Linked DNA regions of Triticum aestivum: region 2 is linked to region 1. A link is a contact called in public Hi-C data. All regions are on one chromosome and are shown on one strand. The core of a region is the stretch at or near the end of the contact, and the rest is flanking DNA. Distances in the headings are between cores, read along the strand shown.

The links. A called contact is a pair of places that touch in the nucleus more often than the background predicts.
Region 2: a Hi-C map of leaf shows a contact between it and region 1, with 5 times the contacts expected there. The contact joins the promoter of LOC100049030 here to the promoter of LOC123097985 in region 1. A contact is called at or near these places in 3 of 5 Hi-C or Micro-C datasets (all in leaf).

Annotation. Positions count from the first base shown.
Region 1 is chr4D:370,663,654-370,670,029 of IWGSC CS RefSeq v2.1, forward strand. LOC123097985 reads right to left here and starts at 3,278. Exons shown (of 2, transcript XM_044519851.1): 1 at 2,519-3,278; 2 at 2,034-2,414. The coding sequence starts at 3,139. The coding sequence ends at 2,328.
Region 2 is chr4D:371,100,897-371,107,272 of IWGSC CS RefSeq v2.1, forward strand. LOC100049030 (eukaryotic translation initiation factor NCBP-like) reads left to right here and starts at 3,186. Exons shown (of 6, transcript NM_001405089.1): 1 at 3,186-3,498; 2 at 3,614-3,706; 3 at 3,809-3,913; 4 at 4,087-4,164. The coding sequence starts at 3,328.

The DNA.
Region 1 (6,376 bases), core at 2,028-4,527:
AGACTAGCCACAATGGGTAGTAACATAGAGTAGTAACATGCACTCTATGTTACTACCTCTATAGTGAGGAGTAACATATGTGTGGTAACATGCAACACTTCATTTATTATGCTATAGACTCATCTTGTCTTGATATGTGTGATGTTATTCATACTAGTAGTAACTAGCTATGTTACTACATGCCTCTCTTCCTTCATTTATTGCTTGCCACATCATCTATTTTATCTAGATATATGTGATGTTACTATCTATATTACTCCCATTGTGGGTAGTCTTATTAGGATATAGACTCATTGTTTCTTGGAGTGTGTGATGTTCCGGTAACTTAGCTAGTTACCACAAGCACCTTTCTCTTCATTAAATATATGCCACATAAGCAAACTTGTATTAGAGTGTGTGATGTTACTCCTAAGGGGGTGTTTGGTTCAGAAGTCCTAGGACTTTTTCTAGTCCCAGGGGACTAATCAAAAAAGACTCTCTAGTAGTCTTTTTCTAGTCCCTGCAGAAAAAGTCCCTCCCATTTGGTTTCTAGGGACTTTTTAGGGACTTTTTTTAGTCTCTGGGACTAAAAGGTCCCTGAACCAAACACCCCCTAAGTTTCTGCCCATTGTGACCAGCCTCACTGTCTGCCACACTGACGCGCAGAGGCACCCACATTGACCACTTCCAATGCTAGCACAGTCCGCAGTTCCACATCAATGCACTTCCCGGTAACTCGAGTACAGCTAGAAAAGAGAAGGAGTTGCACTAACGCATCTGGCCCGCCACAGTAACACGGACGCAGAGGATCCAGGAGATGGAGCCGACGATATAGTTGCCTGATTAAAGACACACACGTCAGTGTCCGTCCAGACCCAGGGCGACGTAACGTACGTAGCGGCGCGCGTAGGAAACGGCGAGGCTACGGCGGTGGCTCGTGAGTCCTTGTTGGGTCAAGAACGATGGTCGCTATACACCAAAATAAAAGGCAAACGTCAAAGCAACTCAACGCAAGAAGGAACGCAAAACAAAAGGCTGCTGGTCCGGAGATCGGATTCCAGGATCACGACGGGCTGCCGCGTTGTATATCGTGTTGTGTTGTACCAACCACGAAAGCTCTCACTACCCGCAGTCGGCGGATTGTGATGCAGCGACTTGGGTGGTCTGGTCAAGGGAAGTGAGGTTCGATCTAGTGGCTTAATCGTTTACTCGTACCTCGCTCGATAGGACTAGTGATCTGTAGGATATCCGTGATAAGTCTGATGAACAACTTGTAACAGGCACACAGTGCTATTATAGTACAACTTTTGATGAAACTTGAAGACGTGACAACAAATTTAATACACGAATGTAGGACAATCCTCTTCCCCCAACCACCAATAGAGGGGGGGGGGGGGGGGGGGGGGGGGAATGCAATTCGATGGCACAACAAGCTTGTGCATCAACACAATGATGACTGGAAGTCTCGCACAGAATCACAAAAACCATGTCATGCCATGTGCAAACTGAGATTCGTTGTCAGAAAAACCCATCTTCATCCCCTAGTTTAACACGGTTTAACATCCGGTCGGCTGTAGATCCCACCATTTTCTAAATAATCAAAACACGTAGTACTAGCATATTCCTGTCGTCTGTCGACAAGCGTCGCACGGAATGGAACGTCAAATTTCAACTTCAAACAAACTTTTTCCACGCAATGCCAAGCTGCCCATCCCACGCTCCAAGGAAGTAACCGTACAGCTGCCTTTGACGGTCTGGCCCCACCACGACGAAATGGCACCATGGAAGCAGGAAACCAACCGTACGAGCTCGTCGCCTCCTGCTCGCGTTTCCATGGCGCACCCGGCACCTCCACCACTACCGGCTGAAGCAGAGCAAGGGCGTGGCGATGTGCGTCGGACAGCGCAGTTCCCCACCGACTCCCACCCCAAGCGAACAAACACGCGAAGGGAAACCATTCTACGGACGCGAACAGCAAGGAGCAGCGAGCGGAAAGGGGTCGGTCAGATTCCACTCGCTCCTCGCCTTTAGCCCCGCACCACTTCCTTTGCTCCTAAGCAACGGCCATGGAAGAACCATGGCGACTGATTTATATACTCACTGCTAATGGCATCCAGCAATAATTCACAAGAATCAGTGGTAACCTCAACCTACTAAGGCGAGGAGAGGTGAGAGCTCAAAATTTACCCGGCCCCACGCGCAGTAAAGGAATCAAAACCCGAGATTAGAGACTAGAATCGACGTACAGATTCCCATCCACATATATCTATCCCCACTAGATTAATACCAGTAGCCTCCGCTTCTGCGGTGTTGCGGCGGCGGCGAGGTTGGTTTGGTTCGCTTGCTGCCTACACGCTTAGCCCGTCCACGCCGCATTGCTTGTATGTCACCGACTGCCTCTTGGGGCTGATGTCGATCGCGCAGTCCACCGACACCTGCAGGTTTTGTTCACGAGTCCCTTTCGATCAGCCCAGAGCTTGCGGAGGAAGAGAACAAAAAAGTTTGTTCCGGGTGCAGGATTGCGGTGGTAAAATTTTACCTGGACTTTGGGGGAGGAGAAGCCGAGCACGAGGATCTTGGCGGCGACGTCGCCGGTGATGCGGAACTCGACGCGGTCGTTGAGCGCGGCGTCGCGGATGAGGTCCTGGGCGTCGGACTGGAGGACGTTGAAGCGGTCGACGATGACGCGGGTCTGGAGCAGGCGGGTGCTGTGCGCGGGCTGCTCGAACCCGGGCACGGCCGCCACCCCGAGCGGCACCCCGTGGTACATGACGTCGAACGCCGTGGCGGCGTAGCGGATGCCCACCTTGTTGGGGTTCACGGCGGTGAAGAGGAGCGTGATGTTGAGGGAGAGGTAGGCGGCGGCGGGGGCCGCGGCGACGTTCGGCGACGCGGCCGGGGACGGCGGGGCGACGAGGAGGTACTGGACGGCGACCTGGTTGAGGTCGAACTGGGGCTTGCGGGGCTTGACGGCGAGGACGACGACGAGCGCGACGGCGAGGGCCAGGAGGGCGAGGAAGATGACGAGCATGAAGATGCAGCAGCAGCAGCCGCGGAAGGAGGCCGAGGAGCCGTAGGAGGGCGGGGCGCCCCCGTAGTGCGGGCGGCGCTGCGGGTAGGAGGGCGGGCCGTAGTGGTCGGCGTTGGATCCGGTCGTCATGGCCGCCGTCGCCGCGGGGGGGAGCGAGGTCGGGGTGGGTGGGGAGGAATGGTTTTGGATTTTCGGAGCTAATGCGGCATCTGCGACGTGGTACTTGCGGGGGTTTGCGATTGATGTGTGGGGGAAGGTGGTGGTGCGAGTGGGATGGAAGGAAGAGGGGAAAGTCGGGAGGTGATTACGATTTACGGGCTTTGGCAGAAGCCCAGAAGTGGGTGTAAATAAGTGGTGGGGCCGTGTGTTTAGTGGGGGGAGCTTTGTTTGTTTGTTCTCTCGTGCTCCGGTTCATTCGGCTCGGCATTTGCAGAAAAAGAATACCGGGCTTGCGTCGCTGTCGACACCGCCGAACCTGTTTTTTTTCTTTCGGGGCGCCGAACCTAATTTCAGCACGCAATGGAGCAGGATCTGTTGTACTCCAAAAAAACTGAAGCAGGGCCAAGAGAGCAAAGTATAGATTAGAAAGGTCTTTTAGTAGTAATCGGCTGTCCCGTGTTTTCTGAATCTTGGATAATACGTTTTAAATATCTGCCCAATTCTCATATCAAACTTGAGCGGCACATGCGAGTGGATAAACCCTAGCCGCCGCCACCTTCTCCATCCTTTCTCCCCTTCTCGCCGCCATTAGAGGAGGTTGTCGGGCAAAGCCCGTGCGACAGATGGTGGCGGGGGTGTCTTCGGCTCATCGCATCCACGGAAGGCAGGTTCGCGTGCAACGTTGTGGTGGTCATCGGCTACGCAGGGGGTCAACATTGGCACTTCATCGGCGCGGCGGGGCGGCTCCCTGGGATGGTGGTATGGCGCCGCTCAGTCAGTGCGGTGCTCCGCAGCCGTTGCTCGGTGGTGCTATAGTGCTCTTGCGCGGCAACGGATTGCTAATCTTGCTCTGCGTTGCGACGAAGATGTCTCATTCTTGCTCGGCGGCACGAGGTCGTTCTTGCTCTCTGGCCTGCTTCGGCTCATTCTCCTCGTCGAGGACATTGATGATGGGGTGGCGCTTCAACGGATTGACATGCTTGGAATGGGATATTGTGGTATGGCCGGTTTGTCGCCCCCTAGCATTTTATGCCCACCGACGCTGGTGTTGGGAAACTAGTGGGGGGAGTTGCGAGAAACCGACTGGGAGAGTGGCGGGAAACGTTAGCTTGTTTGGATATATAACACCATTAATATGAAAAACTTAAAAAATAAGGAAGCACGAGCTAGCATAACGCACGTAGTGCTTACCCACGGGTGCCAGTCAGTTGGCCAGAACTTGAATTTAAAAGACAGAAATGTTCAAACAAACGTTGGTACTTCCTATAAATTATGGGCAAAATCTGTCGCTTTTACATACAATCAGCGACTTAAAATGTCGATAAGCAACATTTTGATACAACTATAATAAAATAGGCTAATGGCTGCGATGGCGGCCTTTCGACCACGGTCTTCTCGGACTCCACGATCAGTAGCACCCTTGCGGCCGTTCATTCTGAGTGTCCGGACCCGCGACCACGGTGCTCATCTCCACCTGTGGGGCTGCTAGGCCTCGTCTGGTAGAGCTTGACAGCATGCAATCGCGCACATAACGCTCTCGCGGCACGGCTCCATCTCCAGGTCTTTTCACTAGTAGCGAATTCCATCATGACCTGCATCCCCGAGATTCCATGTTGGTGTAGCTCTACTTCGCCAGGGACGTCATCTCTACCGACGACGCGCTCGAGCCTGGCCACCACTTCGTCAGATCGAGGATGACACGGCCGCCGACGGCAATGACGAGGTGGCAGATAGGATTTTGCAAAACTGAAGTGAAGAAAGCATCTGCCCATTCCTGGCGGGGCATGAGGCTCCCGATGGGCACCGGTGACGATGGCTCTTCGGGTGGGTCGTCGATCATGCCGCCTAGTGTCGGTGTCAAAATCGGCAGATCTCTGGTTGGGGGTCCCGAACTGTGCGTCTGAGGATCGAAGGTAACAGGAGACAGGGACACGATGTTTACCCAGGTCCGGGCCCTCTTGATGGAGGTAATACCCTACTTCCTGCTTGATTATCTTGGATGAATATGGGGTTACAAGAGTTGATCTACCTCGAGATCGTAATGGCTAAACCCTAGAAGTCTAGCCTGTATGATTATGATTCTGATTGCCTCTACGGACTAAACCCTCCTGTTTATATAGACACCGGAGGGACCTAGGGTTATACACAGTCGGTTTACAGAGGAAGGAATCTTCATATCCGAACACCAAGCTTGCCTTCCACGCAAAGGAGAATCCCATCCGGACACGGGTAGAAGTCTTATGTCTTGTACCTTCATGGCCCATCAGTTCGGCCCACGTCACATAGCCCGAACGCCCGAGGACCCCTTAATCCATGACTCCCTCAGTAGCCCCTGAACCAGGCTTCAATGACGATGTGTTCGGCGTGCAGATTGTCTTCGACATTGCAAGGCGGGTTCCTCCTCCGAATACTTCAAAGCTGTCCTCGAACACAGAAAACGTGTCTGGTTCTGCAAAACAGGCCCCACAAACAACTGCGAAGAGTACAATATTTAACAAGTCCCATCTGCTGACAATTTTGGTAGCGAGACGTTACGTCTCTGCCTGGTTATTATCTCGAACCGTCTTTCAACCTCCTGCTCCACGTTACAAGACATGGTCTTTATTGGCATATCTTGTCAAAGCAGAGATAGTGCCCCCTTATCGCGGGATTCTTGCCATCATGGGCATGGGTAATCCAACCATGTCGTTCACACGATCCCTTGGGAATAGGCGAGTTTTAAGGCCCGTGAGGTAGCGTTCGATATTCATCGCCTTTATAAAGGGGTACAGACCCGTCCTTCTCCACCACGCCTACCTCTTCCTCGGCCTTTCCAACCTCAAGCTCCAGCGCCCAGGTCTCTATTTCTTCCATTGTTACCAAGCTTCCTAGGTATGGCCGGATCCAGCTCCCAAGGCCGGTGGGTGGCTTCCTCAGTCACCAAGGAGGATATTGCGAAGCTCCGGGAGGCGAGGTACCTGACCGCGGAAATCCCCCACAGGCTCCCTGCTAAGAGGCAGGTTATCCCTACACCAAAATCCGGCGAGAGGGTTGTATTCATCTCTCCCTTCCTCCATGGGCTAGGGTTCGCCCTCCATCCCTTCGTTCGTGGACTCATGTTCTATTACGGGCTAGATTTTCACGATCTAGCTCCAGATTCCTTTCTTCTCATCTTGGCGTTTATCGTCATGTGCGAGGCTTTTCTCCGCATTCCCCCACACTTCGGCC
Region 2 (6,376 bases), core at 1,936-4,435, 440 kb after region 1:
AGGCCTTCTCCAAGTCAATGAACACCGTATGCAAGTCCTTCTTTTGCTCCCTATATCTCTCCATAAGTTGTCGTACCAAGAAAATGGCTTCCATGGTCGACCTACCAGGCATGAAACCAAACTGATTTTTGGTCATGCTTGTCATTCTTCTTAAGCGGTGCTCAATGACTCTTTCCCATAGCTTCATTGTATGGCTCGTCAGCTTAATTCCACGGTAATTAGTACAACTCTGAACATCCCCCTTGTTCTTGAAGATTGGTACTAATATACTCCGCCTCCATTCTTCTGGCATTTTGTTTGCCCGAAAAAGGAGGTTGAAAAGCTTGGTTAGCCATACTATCGCTATGTCCCCAAGACCGTTCCACACCTCAATGGGGATACAATCAGGGCCCATCACCTTGCCTCCTTTCATCCTTTTTAAAGCCTCCTTGACCTCAGATTCCTGGATTCCCCGAACAAAACGCATGCTGGTCTCATCAAAGGAGTCGTCCAGTTCAATGGTAGAACTCTCATTCTCCCCATTGAACCGCTTGTCGAAGTACTCCCGCCATCTATGCTTAATCTCCTCGTCCTTCACCAAGAGTTGGCCTGCTCCGTCCTTGATGCATTTGACTTGGCCAACGTCCCTCGTCTTCCTCTCTCGGATCTTGGCCATCTTATAGATGTCCCTTTCGCCTTCCTTCGTGCCTAACCGTTGGCAGAGGTCCTCATATGCCCGACCCCTTACTTCACCAACAGCTCGCTTTGTAGCCTTCTTCGCCATCTTGTACTTCTCTATGTTGTCTGCACTCCTATCCAGGTATAGGCGTTAAAGCAATCTTTCTTCTCTTTAATCGCCTTCTGGACATCATCATTCCACCACCAGGTATCCTTATCTTCGCTTCTCCTTCCCCTAGACACTCCAAACTCCTCCGAGGCCACCTTACGAATGCAAGTCGCCATCTTCATCCAAACATTGTCCGCATCCCCTCCTTCCTCCCAAGGGCCCTCCTTAATGACCCTCTCCTTGAACGCCTGAGCCACCTCCCCCTTGAGCTTCCACCACTCCGTTCTAGCGACTTTGGCACGCTTATCCAGCTGGACATGAATCCGAAAGCGGAAGTCAGCAACCACCAGCTTATGCTGGGGTACAACACTCTCTCCAGGTATCACCTTACAGTCTAGGCACGCACGCCTATCTTCTCTTCTCGAGAGGATGAAATCAATCTGGCTAGAGTGTTGGCCACTACTAAAAGTCACCAGATGTGATTCTCTCTTTCTAAAGAGGGTGTTAGCTACAATCATGTTGTAGGCCAGAGCAAAGCTTAAGACATCTTCTCCTTCTTGATTCCTGATGCCATAGCCAAAGCCCCCATGCGCCCCTTCAAAACCTGTGTTAGATGTACCCACGTGGCCATTGAGGTCTCCTCCTATGAAGAGCTTCTCACCAATCGGTACACTCCTAACCATGTCTTCCAGGCCTTCCCAGAACTCCCTCTTGGTGTTCTCATTGTGGCCTACTTGCGGGGCATACGCACTGATAACATTGAGAACCAAGTCCTCAACTACCAGCTTGACCAGGATAATCCGGTCCCCACGTCTCTTGATGTCTACCACTCCATACTTGAGGCTCTTGTTGATCAAGATGCCTACGCCATTTCTGTTTGCAGCTGTCCCCGTATACCACAGCTTGAAGCCGGTATCCTCCACCTCCTTCGCCTTCTGTCCTCTCCATTTGGTTTCTTGGACGCAAAGGATATCAACACCTCTCCTCATCGCTGCATCAACTAGCTCCCGAAGCTTCCCTGTCAGAGAACCTACGTTCCAGCTACCTAAGCGAATCCTCCTAGGCTCGGATAGCTTCCTTACCCTTCGCACTCGTCGAGTCAAATGCGAAGACCCTTGCTCATTTTCCACTACATCCGGGCGCCGATGTAGCGCGCCACTAAGGATGCGACGACCCGATCCTCGCTCACTTGCCACCGTATCCGGATCAAGATACGGCACGCCACTTGGGGGGTCACGGCCCGGCCCTTGCTCATTTTCCACCACACCCGGGTTCCGATGTGGCGCGTCGCTGAGAGGGTTACGCCCCAACGAAAATCTTTTGGGTTTCATCTCCATAAGAGCGGCTGAGTTTTTACGTTGGCTCGCCAAGCCTATCACAACCCTCCTCCTTTACCCGGGCTTGGGACCGGCTATGTTGAGACAACATAGGCGGATGTGACGGCTGTCAGAAATTTTCACGACGAGCTCATGTGCCGGCTCAAGAATTGAAGATGACCCCTATATAAGCCGAAGGGTTTAGCCCGTAGAAGCAAGACTTTTAGACTCATTCATACGATCTCGAGGTAGATCACATGAACTTTGTACTCCATCAACAAAATATAAACAAGAGCAGGAGTAGGGTATTATCTCTTCAAGAGGGCCTGAACCAGGATAAACACCGCGTCCCTATTCTTCATGTTACTATCTAGCCGAGACCACCAGCTCGGGACCCCTTACCTGAGATCTGCCGGACTTAGCTCCGACAGGGGGCGCACTCAGGATACCCTGATCGTCCATAATTGCGCCATCCCGAATCTTCTAGGCTTGCCCAGAGCCTCGGCGGCTTTCTCATGTGCGGCATCGTCTTCCTTTCGGGTACGCTCAGCATGGTCGTGGAAGGCTTTCCATGCCTCATCTGGGCCCCAACGGCTCTCGACCAGGGTAGTTTTCTCAGCCAACAAATCAGCTCTCAGCTGATCGATTGCCCGATGCGCCACCTCGAAGAAGTCCCTAGTGAATAGCTGGGTACCGTTGCTCCCGGTTGCAAAATCATAGTTTTTCTTTTGCATTAGGTCGTAGCAGCTTGGACGCGGCGGAGCGGGAAGGACATGTGGGCAATGGCTCCGCTGGCCATGATAGGGAGAAGGTTGGATGCGAGCCTCGACAGTGGAGGAGCTATCGCGTGTAAGATGGAAAAAGATGCTGACGCGAGAGGTGAGAGACGAAGGCGAACGATGGGAGAGAGAAAGGAAAGGGATAAGTTTGTACCGCGAGAGCACGGGTCGTCGTTGGATTGGCTCATTTCCATCGCGTGACGAGGTGCCCGGCGAAAAAAAGCTCTACAAGTCGGTCGGCCGTAGTGAATCGTTTACCATGGTAAAAAAATAAAATAAAGGAAAGATTTCAACCCACACCCACGGAATAGAAGCGCTCCCTGGCACGGTTCATCCCGATCGAAGAGGACCAAAAAGGCCCAAACCCACTCCCATCCCCTCGTCACGCGTCTCCCGGACCCTTCCTCGTCTCTCTCTCTCTCAACACCCCCACCCAGCCGACCAAATCGCCGCACGAGGGCGCGCCATGGAGCCGGCGGTGGAGAGGAAGGTGCCCGAGCAGGAGGAGCAGCTGCAGCCGTCGCACGCCCGGGCCGAGGACGCGCCGCCCGCCGCCGTCGAGGAGGAGGACGAGGCGGAGGCGGAGGAAAGCGAGCGCCGCAACCGCGAGCTCAAGGCCGGCCTCCATCCCCTCAGGGTAAGACCCGCCCGCCGCCGCTAGATCTAAACCCTTTCCCCGTTTCCCGTTCCAGAAATGCCAAACCTTTGAATCTCAGAGAAAGCCGGATGTAATAGCCCCTTGTTGTCCGCAGCGCAAGCTCGTGCTCTGGTACACGCGCCGGACGCCCGGGACGAGGTCGCAGTCGTACGAGGACAACATCAAGAAGATCGTCGATTTCAGCACTGTACGTGTCTCCGGCACAGCAGATTGTTTCCAGGTTTTTTTTCTTACTTCTGTCAGTGGAGCTTACTGATTGATGTTGCTGTTTGGAATTGGATGGCTTTAGGTCGAGTCGTTCTGGGTTTGCTACTGCCACCTCGCACGCCCGTCTTCCCTCCCGAGCCCCACGGACCTGCATCTTTTCAAAGAGGGTGTCCGTCCACTCTGGGAGGTATTACTCGCAACAAGCTGTTGTTTTTTCAGTCGTGTCTGTGTTTAGTATTGGTGTCATGTCTATCCATATTGCTCGGAACAAGCTGTTGTTTCGTCAGTCGTGTCTGTGTTTAGTATTGGTATATCATGTCTACCCATGCTTCTAGTGGTTAATGCATTTTGACTGGGCAGGATCCTGCAAATCGGAATGGTGGCAAGTGGATTATACGGTTCAAGAAGGCTGTTTCTGGGCGTTTCTGGGAGGATTTGGTAAATAATCTATTTGTGCTTTCGTTGGGCTGTAAGATTTGGTCATCATACAAACTTCGGTTGTTGTTCTTTAAACCCTCAACTAGGACTTCCCTTGCCTGTGCCACCATGAAGTACACAGTAGCCTACTTGATCTGTGAAAAATTCTAGTTTTTATCATGGGATTCTCAAGTAATGTTTTTATTTTGTTCATGACTGGCCTTTAATTGCATTATAACCACGTGGATGCCGTGAGGAGTTAGTGATGGATCAAATATTTCACTGCTCAAGCGAAGCAAGAAAATTAGGTCTAGATTTGAAACAGGATAGTCCTTGTTCCGTTTATAGAGTGGAATTATTATTTTTCCTTCAGAACGGTATTCCTCACGAGTCATGACCATAGTCTCTACTATCTTATAAATGGGAGTTAGTAGTGGTGGTGGTGGGTTCCCTCCCCCACTCCACCCTAATCTCCCTCAGTCATCTAGAACCCATGAGACCCCTCCAATTTGGAGAGAAAAAAAAACATAGCTTGCAATGGTGTTCTCATCGCTGCCGCAGTTACGCAAGTGCAGTGTTGGCTGCTTGATTGAGTTTGAGTTCTCTGCAGTGTTGCACGTGCATTGGTTGTTATATACTACTAATAATCCAATACAACTGAATCATTTTTGTGGTTCCGTAGCAATGCACCGACGTTATGCTATGCCAATAAACGATGGAGACTAGGGCCATGACATGAAAACATGGGATTACCCATGATGAGCCTAGATCTCCCTGTATAAGGCTATCCCTTAAACCAAACAGCCTTGTAGCGCATTGTGGTCTGGCTCCCTGTTACCAGTACCAGCATAAGCCTGAGATCTGAGGTAGTATTATTGCTATTTCATGTTTACTGTGTGCACTTATGATTTGAAGCAAATGGTTCAGCATAGAAGAAGTTGACGCTGATCCATAAATTAATTAGCAGCCTTCCAAGATGCACTGGTCTGCGGTTACAGTTGACTGCTTTCTTAAGCATGCATGCCATATGCTATAGTTTACAAATTTACACATGTCTACTGAGCCATACTTCTTATCACCATTTCCTTTTCTTTAATTTTGTATTTTCTTTGTTTGAAGTCCCTTATCTCTAACACTTGATTTAGTGTATAAATATTCAAGTTTGGCAGTCTAGTTTCCCTATCAATATTTTTGAAAACAAGATTGCAAATAATAGCATGCATGCCTCCTAATAGTCGATTTATGCATCACTAGTACAATGGGCGCAGTGGGTTTTAAAATATGGAACAGGATTATTACCTATGCTATTGTTTCCACAAACAAAACCTTTGGCTCTGTAACTTTGTGAATGTTTGCCTTGGGAAGTGGGGATTCTTTGTTTGTGCTGCATTAAAAACGAAGACTATGAGAAACATTTGGATGCATAGATGCCCTTTATGAGTTGTTGTCACATCCCATCCCACACTCTTCATGGTAATATGCAGTGCCTGTTTAACATCATTTTTGTTTCTTATTTATTTGTCTGAGTAGTTTTGCGGATATTGCATGAGTACGAGGATACTAATTTTAGAGAGGAAGATATGTGTTGCATTTACTCATAAATTGGTTTTACTAATGAAATGGAAATGGCACTTCACCCTTGTGTGTTTTCCTACTGCAACTGTTTGACTTTACTCTCATTCTGGTCTCCCACCATGAGCCCTCACATCTAGCTGATTTTACATGCTCTGTTGTACTTGCAACAAGTAGTTTTTTTATCATTATTTTCTGCCACTATCTTCTTTTCTCTATCATGCCTGATTTTCGTTGACGCCACATTCACAGCAATTTTTCTTTGCTCATTCATATTTCATTTCCTGCCTTTGTTCTGCTTTTCTCTGCTCTCCTTTCCATTGCTGTGCGGCCAAGGACATGTTTATGCCATGTGTGTTCTTGTTTAGGCAGCTCATTTAGGTTTCCATTTTCTCTTTTCAGCATGGCATGCTTTGCTTTGCATACTTTTTGATGTGGCTGTTCATTCTATGTGATCACAGTCATTCAGTTATTCAGTCATAGGAGCGATTTCAAACCAAGGCTTGTCTTCCCCTTTTCAATCCATGGGATCACAGTCATTCAGTTACACAGTGCCTCAATAATGATACCTGATTGTCCAAAATGTGTTCTGTTGATTAACAATTTCTATAAGGATTACTTGGATTAAATAGGTCCTGCAGCTGTCCATGGCTTAGATTTT